Linked DNA regions of Sus scrofa: region 2 is linked to region 1. The links are chromatin contacts, called in public HiChIP or PLAC-seq maps. All regions are on one chromosome and are shown on one strand. Each heading gives the region's core, a stretch centred on a gene start, on an enhancer-like site or on the middle of the called end of the contact. The rest is flanking DNA. Distances are from core to core; before and after follow the strand shown.

Evidence for each region. HiChIP or PLAC-seq counts read pairs in DNA pulled down with a chosen protein or histone mark.
Region 2: a contact with region 1 is called in an H3K27ac HiChIP or PLAC-seq map of alveolar macrophages. The contact joins the promoter of AHI1 here to the promoter of MTFR2 in region 1. A contact is called at or near these places in 1 of 5 promoter capture datasets (fetal skeletal muscle), 1 of 47 Hi-C or Micro-C datasets (heart right ventricle) and 2 of 2 datasets of contacts at active chromatin or transcription factors (alveolar macrophages and skeletal muscle).

Annotation. Positions count from the first base shown.
Region 1 is chr1:27,906,639-27,910,490 of Sscrofa11.1, reverse strand. It overlaps MTFR2 (mitochondrial fission regulator 2), which reads right to left and starts at 1,702. Exons shown (of 7, transcript NM_001190176.1): 1 at 1,378-1,702; 2 at 653-769. The coding sequence starts at 715.
Region 2 is chr1:28,564,107-28,567,958 of Sscrofa11.1, reverse strand. AHI1 (jouberin) reads right to left here and starts at 1,680. Exons shown (of 28, transcript XM_003121183.6): 1 at 1,429-1,680; 2 at 989-1,051.

The sequences.
Region 1 (3,852 bases), core at 453-2,952:
TTGCTTATTTATATTAATGGCCCCATCATTCTTCAACTCACTTTTAAAATCTCTGCATTATCCTGGACTAGTCTCCTCTAATTCACCACACCAAATAGCAATGATTTGCCCATTCTGTAAGCCCCCTCTTACGTTCAGACTTGTATTATGGGTATCTGTTTATGTTTCTTATACCTCCTACTATATTTTAAGCATCACGAATACAAGAACCATGCATTGCTACTCTGCATCACCCACAGAACCATGCATATTGTCTTGGATGTAGTAGCTACTCAATAGGCAGAATCTGATTTGTTTATAATTCTCACACCTAAGTAAATCTCTCTCCTTAAGATTTATTCTGAATTTGTTGAACTATAACTCACCATTCTATGTAAGTTTTTAAAATATTTTACCTATGAAGGTTTTGTCTATCTTTTGCATCTTCCTTTGTATCTTCTGTTGCCATTTGACCTAACAAGTAAACAGGTTCCTAATAATCTTACCTCCTTTTTTAACTCAGACTATGGAAGCTACACTATTGCAAACTCACCTCCATTACACCTATTGAGATGTAACAATTTTGCCTTGAATGTTGACATATACATTAGTCCCAAAGTGAGACCCAAAACAAATACAACAGGTTCATTCAAATCCATTAAAAGACATTTACCTGGTTTATGGGAACACCAAAATATTCCAGCATCACTCTTAAAATACTCAATATGAAGGACATTGATGAAGCAAAGACAGAAGCAAATTCAAGGAAACATTATCAGTTTCTTGATACCTTCAGGGAAAAAGAAATTTTAATTATTACTGGATAAACAATTGTCGCACAAATTGTGGGAAAATTCTTTCGTTACACATTACACCATCAACTAATTTCTCTGTCCAGCAATATTTTGATGAGAAGAGAGAATATGAATGGGGAAGGGCTGGGAAGAGAAACTTCAATTTATCAGTTAAGATGCATTAAAAAATTCATAGGATTTCTTTTTTTTTTTTTTGAGCCTCTGAAGGGACCTAGTTAATAATCAACGATAGATTGGAAACAGCAGGGAAGCCTTCAGGTTAATTACAATAGAGACGCTCTCCCCGAAAGCTTTGAGTTGAGACTCTTAGGAAAAGCGATGAGTTCAGCCCATCCTTGAAAGTAGGCAAGGAGTAATTCAAGGCTTTGACAAAATGAAAGGCAACTCTTCCTCATTAACTTATCAGAGTACCACCCATCCCACACGCTCACTTTAAAGAAGGAATATGAACCCCAGATAGATGACGTGACTTAGTCACCCAACTACTGAATAACAGGCCGAGACTAGTGCCCAGTCATGTCACACGCTTTGGCCCCAAGCGTCCTTCGGGTCTCTCCAAACTCAGCAAGGTCACCGGACTCACCTCCCTCCGAAGCCCAGCCTCCCGGCAAACACCGGAACTTCAAGCTGAAATGGTTAAGGAACCTCCCGCGGAATCCGCAGAGGACGAGGCCTGACATGCACTCGTCCTGGTCCAGGAGCTTTCAGACGTCGAAGCGCGCTCGCCCGCGCACCTCAGCTTGCGGGCCACGGGCGGTAACGGCGCCTCGCTAGCCCGGGGCTCGGCCCTGGAGCCCCCTTGCTCGGCAGCGTTAACTCTGCGGGAGGAGCAGCCCCCTCCCGGGAGTCTCTCAAACTGTACTTCGGCTCCACGACCCGCTCGCTACTTCCGCGTTCCTGGAGGAAAATTAAACTCCGCGGGCCGCGACGGGTGCCCGATCTCATTGGATAAGGCTGAAGATCGCTGCTAGTGATTGGTTAAGAAATGGTTAGTTAAGATTATTTAGACCGGCTACCGGGGTTTCCTTCTCCTTCAAGAGGGCGGGCCTCCAACGAGGCAGCCAGTGGAGACCTACAGCCGGCGGGTGGGCGGGGCGGGGCGCGCGGGCCTGGTGACGCAAGCTGGTGACGCAGGCCCTTGACGCGCCTTTAGAACTCCCCCGCGCTCATGAAGGCTCCAGGCTACGGTTCGGCGGTTGGGAGAGATTATGGTCCTCGGGGTCAGGATCGCAAACCGGGTTTCTTGCCCCCCACATGTCTTGGCGGGAAGAGTATGTCATCCCCTATCTCCAGACTGGAAGTGGGACCGCTCTCCCAAGTCTGCTTCTCGTGGAGAGTCACGATTACTGTTTCATATTCATTCATCCATTCAGCGAACATCTATTATATGCTTCTGGGATTAACAGAAGTTAAACGCTGTCATCGATGAATCTGCAGCATTGCCATACTTAGAATGCTCATTGACGAATCGTTCTCGGTTATCCATGCTGCCAAATATGGACCGAACGCTGACCTGGTTTAGTAGAGGATGCCAAAAGTGACGACCGACTCATGACAGGTGATACCTTATTTGAGGTTAGTGGCTTCAAACTAGACAATAGTACTGCTTCTCGTATTTCAGCGAAACTGCATTAGAGTGACATAATTAAGATCAGCTGTATCTGCTGCTCACCCTCACAATTAACAAACTGGAGGATTTTTCAACTGATTTCTCTGTGCCCACATTTAATTCATTCAACTACAATGAATGTCTACTATGTGCCCCGCATCCTTCTGAGCAAAAGGAATGCAATGAGCAAGGCAGCTAAGGTCCCTGACTTCCTGGAGCTTACATTCTAGTGGAGACTTCAGAGAGGATTTCCCTGAGCACCATATATAAATAGCATCTCTCTCTCCCCTTCCCTTGATTTTTCTGTATAGCACTTGGATCATGTATATTTATGCTCCACCTGTTGCCTAACTAAACTCCAGAATAGGAACTTTTTGACCCATTCTGTACCTCCAGCACTTTTGAAGAGTGCTATCTGTTGGACTTTCAATAATAGCCTCTCCAACCCTAACCATAGGATCTCATGAAAAGGGGATATCCAGGTTGGGATGCACATGCCCAGAAGTTTTACATTCCAAAAAGAAAGAAAAATACTTAGAGCCTTTTTCCTTCTGTTCTGTTGCCTATGCTTGAAACCTCTCAGGGGTAGTAGAATGCAGTACACTTAAACCAACCAGCACTATTTAAGAGATCAACTACCTCTTAAAGGTTCATTAAAACTTTACACTTGTTTATTTAAAATTTTTAAATATTATGACACTAAGATCAAGATTTTCCTTGATATTAAAATCATATTTCAAATTAAATTGTCCTGAAAGTCTCCTGCTTTTTATATTGATAATGGAAATGATTATGTAAGAGAGCTACCTATCTATACCTACTCTATATAAATTGCTATTTACTTGTGATATATTAAAATTACAAAATCTAAGTTAACCGTTTTTAAGTCTAAAAGCAGGATTTACTTTATTCAAACCTTTAAATAACTTATATAAAAGAAACAGTAGGACAGTTATTGTAGTAGTGTTTCAATCCAGAGGTCTTATGTGTTTATTAGCTACTCATACAATTTTTGAACAAAAATATTTAGACCTCTGTAAAAGCAAAAAAGTGAATTGCTGCCTGATTTTGTTTTCCAATATAATCATGTTCACAAAGAGCTGTCTTGACTCTTGTCAATCACTTAAGAGTTGGTTTAAAACCTAGAACACAGAAAATTTAGTTTAAGGATGTTCTTCCAGTTTTACACTGCTTCAGACAGTCCAGTTATTCATCAGTACTCTATAATGTTTCCATTTAATCCTCTTCATTTTTAACAATAATCAATTCATAATTTTCAATACTGTCATGGTCCAAGCAACAGGAATCCTAAATCTTCATAAAAATGTAAAGTAACATACTTTGATTAGTCTTACCGCTAATAGTACATTTTCATTCAAAGATTTGGCATGTCAAAAAAGAACATGGCAGCAGTCAAAATTGTGAAAATTCATTTCTATCACAACACTG
Region 2 (3,852 bases), core at 431-2,930, 660 kb before region 1:
TATTTTTTTTGCTTTGTTTTTTGCCTGGTAAATTAAAGTGGCACCTACTTCACTGTAAGGAGAAAAGGGAAATACTGAAAAGCAACGTGATCGGCACAATGACCCGCATATTACTTTATGTCCATTATTACAGTATTAAAAATAAACAATTATGTGATATACAAAATACATTAAATTATGTATATATTATTTAGTACTCTAATGTACAATCCAATTAGTAAACATTAATATTGTTTAATAAACATAGCAAATACAGAAATAATCATCTCTAAATGTTAATGTGTACTACAGCAAATACATTACAGAATAACTAATATATGAATAACATCATCAGCAAAAATTAAGATTTAACTTAAAACGACATTCATGAACCTCAAATATGTCATTATATTTAAAAGTTTCTCCCTCACAAACCCTTTTACGGGACCTGCTAAGAGATACCAAGTAGGAAAATTAACTGAACTACATTTCATCTCATTTTATTATTTTTTTCTCTTAATACCTGATTATCAGCCGATAACTGACTAAAGACCAAGCGAAGAAAAAGCAGAGGCTTGGATAATTCACTCCTTAACCGAATTTTATAGCAGAGTAATAACAAAACAAACAAAACCTCATATATATAATTCAATTAATAAATCAAGATGGTCTCCATAAACATCTGGTTTTAAATACGATTTTAAAAAATTAGTGGTATTTGAACTTCCTTCAAATACATTTTTTTTTAATTTCTCAATCCTCTTAACAAGCAATCTTCTTCCTGAACATCCAAGCAGTTAACAGCAATCGTAAACGCAACAGGTGAAAAAACTGTTTAGTATCTTTTTCTTAAGAAAAGGAAGAGTCGTATACTCTGCTCAGTAAATGTTTTTCACAGTAATGCTGAAATGCAGCACAGCAATTCGATAGGACTGCTTAATAGCATACATTTTCTTCTATTTGTATACATATGAAACGACCCTATTGATATACGTAACAAATCGATCACCTTTTCTCAGATGTAATTAAGAAGGCATTTCACAGGTTCAAGATTCAGCACCAGGTTGTCACCCTAAAAAGAAATAAACGTACTTAGTGCGCATCTGATTTAAACGTTGTTAAACCAGAATCTGGAATCGGTAAGGCAAAGGATTGCATTCACTCTTTCAGCATTCCAGGCTCAACTCTCCACAGAAGAGAAGCCCAGGAAACGGAGCAGAAAAGTACGCAGAGATAACTCAAAAACCACATCCCTATACTACGCGGTCCTGGGACCATCAGACTGCAGTGGCGCAGCACGGCCCCCTCTCTGCCTCCCCGGCCCGCCGCCCCCGCGCCCTCGGACCCCAGCAGCCCTCCATGCCCGCGCCGCTGCCGTAGGAGAGCGCTAGGGCAGGCCGAGCTCTCGGGCCCGGGCTCCGGCCACCAGGAGGCCTGCAGGATACTCACGGAGAAAAGGGAGCAGAGCAGCCAACTGCCGGTCCCGCCGAAGCCAACCCCGGGATCGGAAAAAGAGCCCAGGCGGGGCGGGCGGGGAGTGAGGCGGCCGCGCAGCCGCCCCAGCCGCCAGCCACCCGGGCTCTGAGAACCCGCTGGGTGCCGCAGTGCGGGCAGCTAGCCACCCTCTGACGTCAGCCCCTGCCTACGCCGCCGTCCCCATGGCAACCGAAGCGGCCATCGCTTGCTGCCTGGACCGCGGCCCTGCCTGGTGCCCCTCTCCCAGCCACGCCGCGCCACGCCCCCCCGCGGCCCCGCCCCCGCGCCGCCTACGCTGGGCCTGGAGGTGCTGCAGTGCGGCTTCTACGGCGGCGGCGCGCGCGCTCGCTCACGGGCCCTCAGACTGCCGCCGGGCACGCGCTTAGCGGCCGCGCGCTGAACTCCTGACGCCCGCGCGGAGAGCGCGAAGCCTCGGCCGTCCTAAGAGAAAGGGTGCATTCCCCTTGGAGGGGAAAGGGACCCTAGGAATGTACAGGTTCCCCGCAGAGCCTGCTCTCATCCCCACTGTCACCCCCGAAGAAGCACTCTGCGCCTCAGAAAGTAGCCGGCGTTGAGCAAAACAGGAAGGTTTTCTGTCTTGGAACCTGCCAAGACTGAGACGTGAACGAGGCAAAGAAACACACTCGGCCCCTCCCACCCCATCGCGCCCACACGGTGAAACCTCCTTTCAAGCGTGGAGAAGGCAAGAGTTGTACTGCGGTCCAAATCTTAAGGACAATAATTATCCACAGTTCGTCTGGTGCGGAGGTATCTCCCTATGTGTTTAAAGTAGAACTGCAACCTTAAAAAAAGTCATCTTTTGCTGCTCCAGTGCCCCCTCCCACGTCTAGTTTTTGCCACAGGCGCCATCTTTAGCTCTGAGTCACCAGGGACGGAAAAATACTAGGCAAGTCACTCTTCCTCCCCGACTCTTGAATTTTCTGCAGTTGTAGTCACACTCTTAAAACCTGTTGCTTCGTTTCTACTGTAAGAATATTGTGCATATTTCTTTGGAGGCCAGCTTTTCTATTCCCATTGGCATCACCACACCCTACAAAGCATATCTCATTTGTTTCTCTAGATCCCGTGATAAGTCTGAGAAATACTACCAATCCAATGGAGCCCCATCTTTCCACCTAAAATTGAATCCTCTTGCAGGATTTCTATCTTGTTTTTTTTTCCTCCCAGTGTTCTACTTAAAAACCTGTAGAACATCCTAAAAGCCTCTAAACATTAAATCATGTCCATTCTACCTTTTTAACACGCCCGCCCAGGGTATAGTCTATCTTAACTCCCACAGCTTCAGGCCAGGTTTTAGCACTTATTGCGAGATGGCCTCTTTACCAGTCACTCAACTATAGTTTTGATCCCTGAATGCCATTCTGTGCACTGTTATCAGGATGGCCTCACTGAAAATGTAGATCTGATATGTCACTTTCCTAAAAAATCTTCAAAGATGATCTGTATGAGAAAGTCAAGTTACTTTGCTTAGGGTACAAGACATTCCATCTCCCTGACTAGTTTCATCTCTTACTGCCTCATTTCACTTTTATGCCTCAGCAGTTTTGAATTATGTGCATCATGCAAAATAATCCATACCCTATGATGCCCAGACCTTCCACATATTGTCCCCTCTTCCTGAAAAATCTTTCCTTGTAAACTCCTACTCCTCAATAGCTCAGCTGAAATGTTGTCCATTCTTTGAATCTTAACTAGGTTGAATAATTCTGCCGAAGTTTCCCACTATATATTCCTATTTTTCTATGGACACTGATTCTACAAGCTATATTTTAGTTTTTTGTATCCTATCTTAATTTTTACTAGCTCTAATATCTACCACAGTACTTATCAACTAATTAGTACTTTAAAAACATTTGTTGAATAAGTAGCAGATGATATGTATTGAGCTCCTTCTAGGATCGTTGCATTGTGGATATTTTATGTATTCTTCATCTTTCCTCACAAATGTGATGTGAGTACTCACTTTACAAAGAGAGATTGTAACTCTGGCTGCTCATTCTTCATCAGGGACTTTTAATAACACACTGCCCAGTCTATCAGAATGGCTGAGATGTACATTTATTATCATCTCTTGCCCTGACCTTACAATAGCTTGCAGAGGTGTACTGGTGGGGTGGTGTTCAGGGAATGTTTCCTAGCAGAAATGACATTTAAGTAAAGACCCAAACAAGGTGTAGAGCTGTTCAGGTTGGGAAAGGTTTCTAGGTAGAAAAAGATGGAGTATAGTCCTCACTAAAGAAAACTTGGCATAATCTAAGAACTGAAATAAATTCAGAATGGTTTACTGGAATGTTAAGAATAGGAGTAGGGGCTTTCGGAGGAAGTAAGGCAAGAGAGGTAAGCAAATTATGAAGAGAGCCAGACAGTATGTTTTGA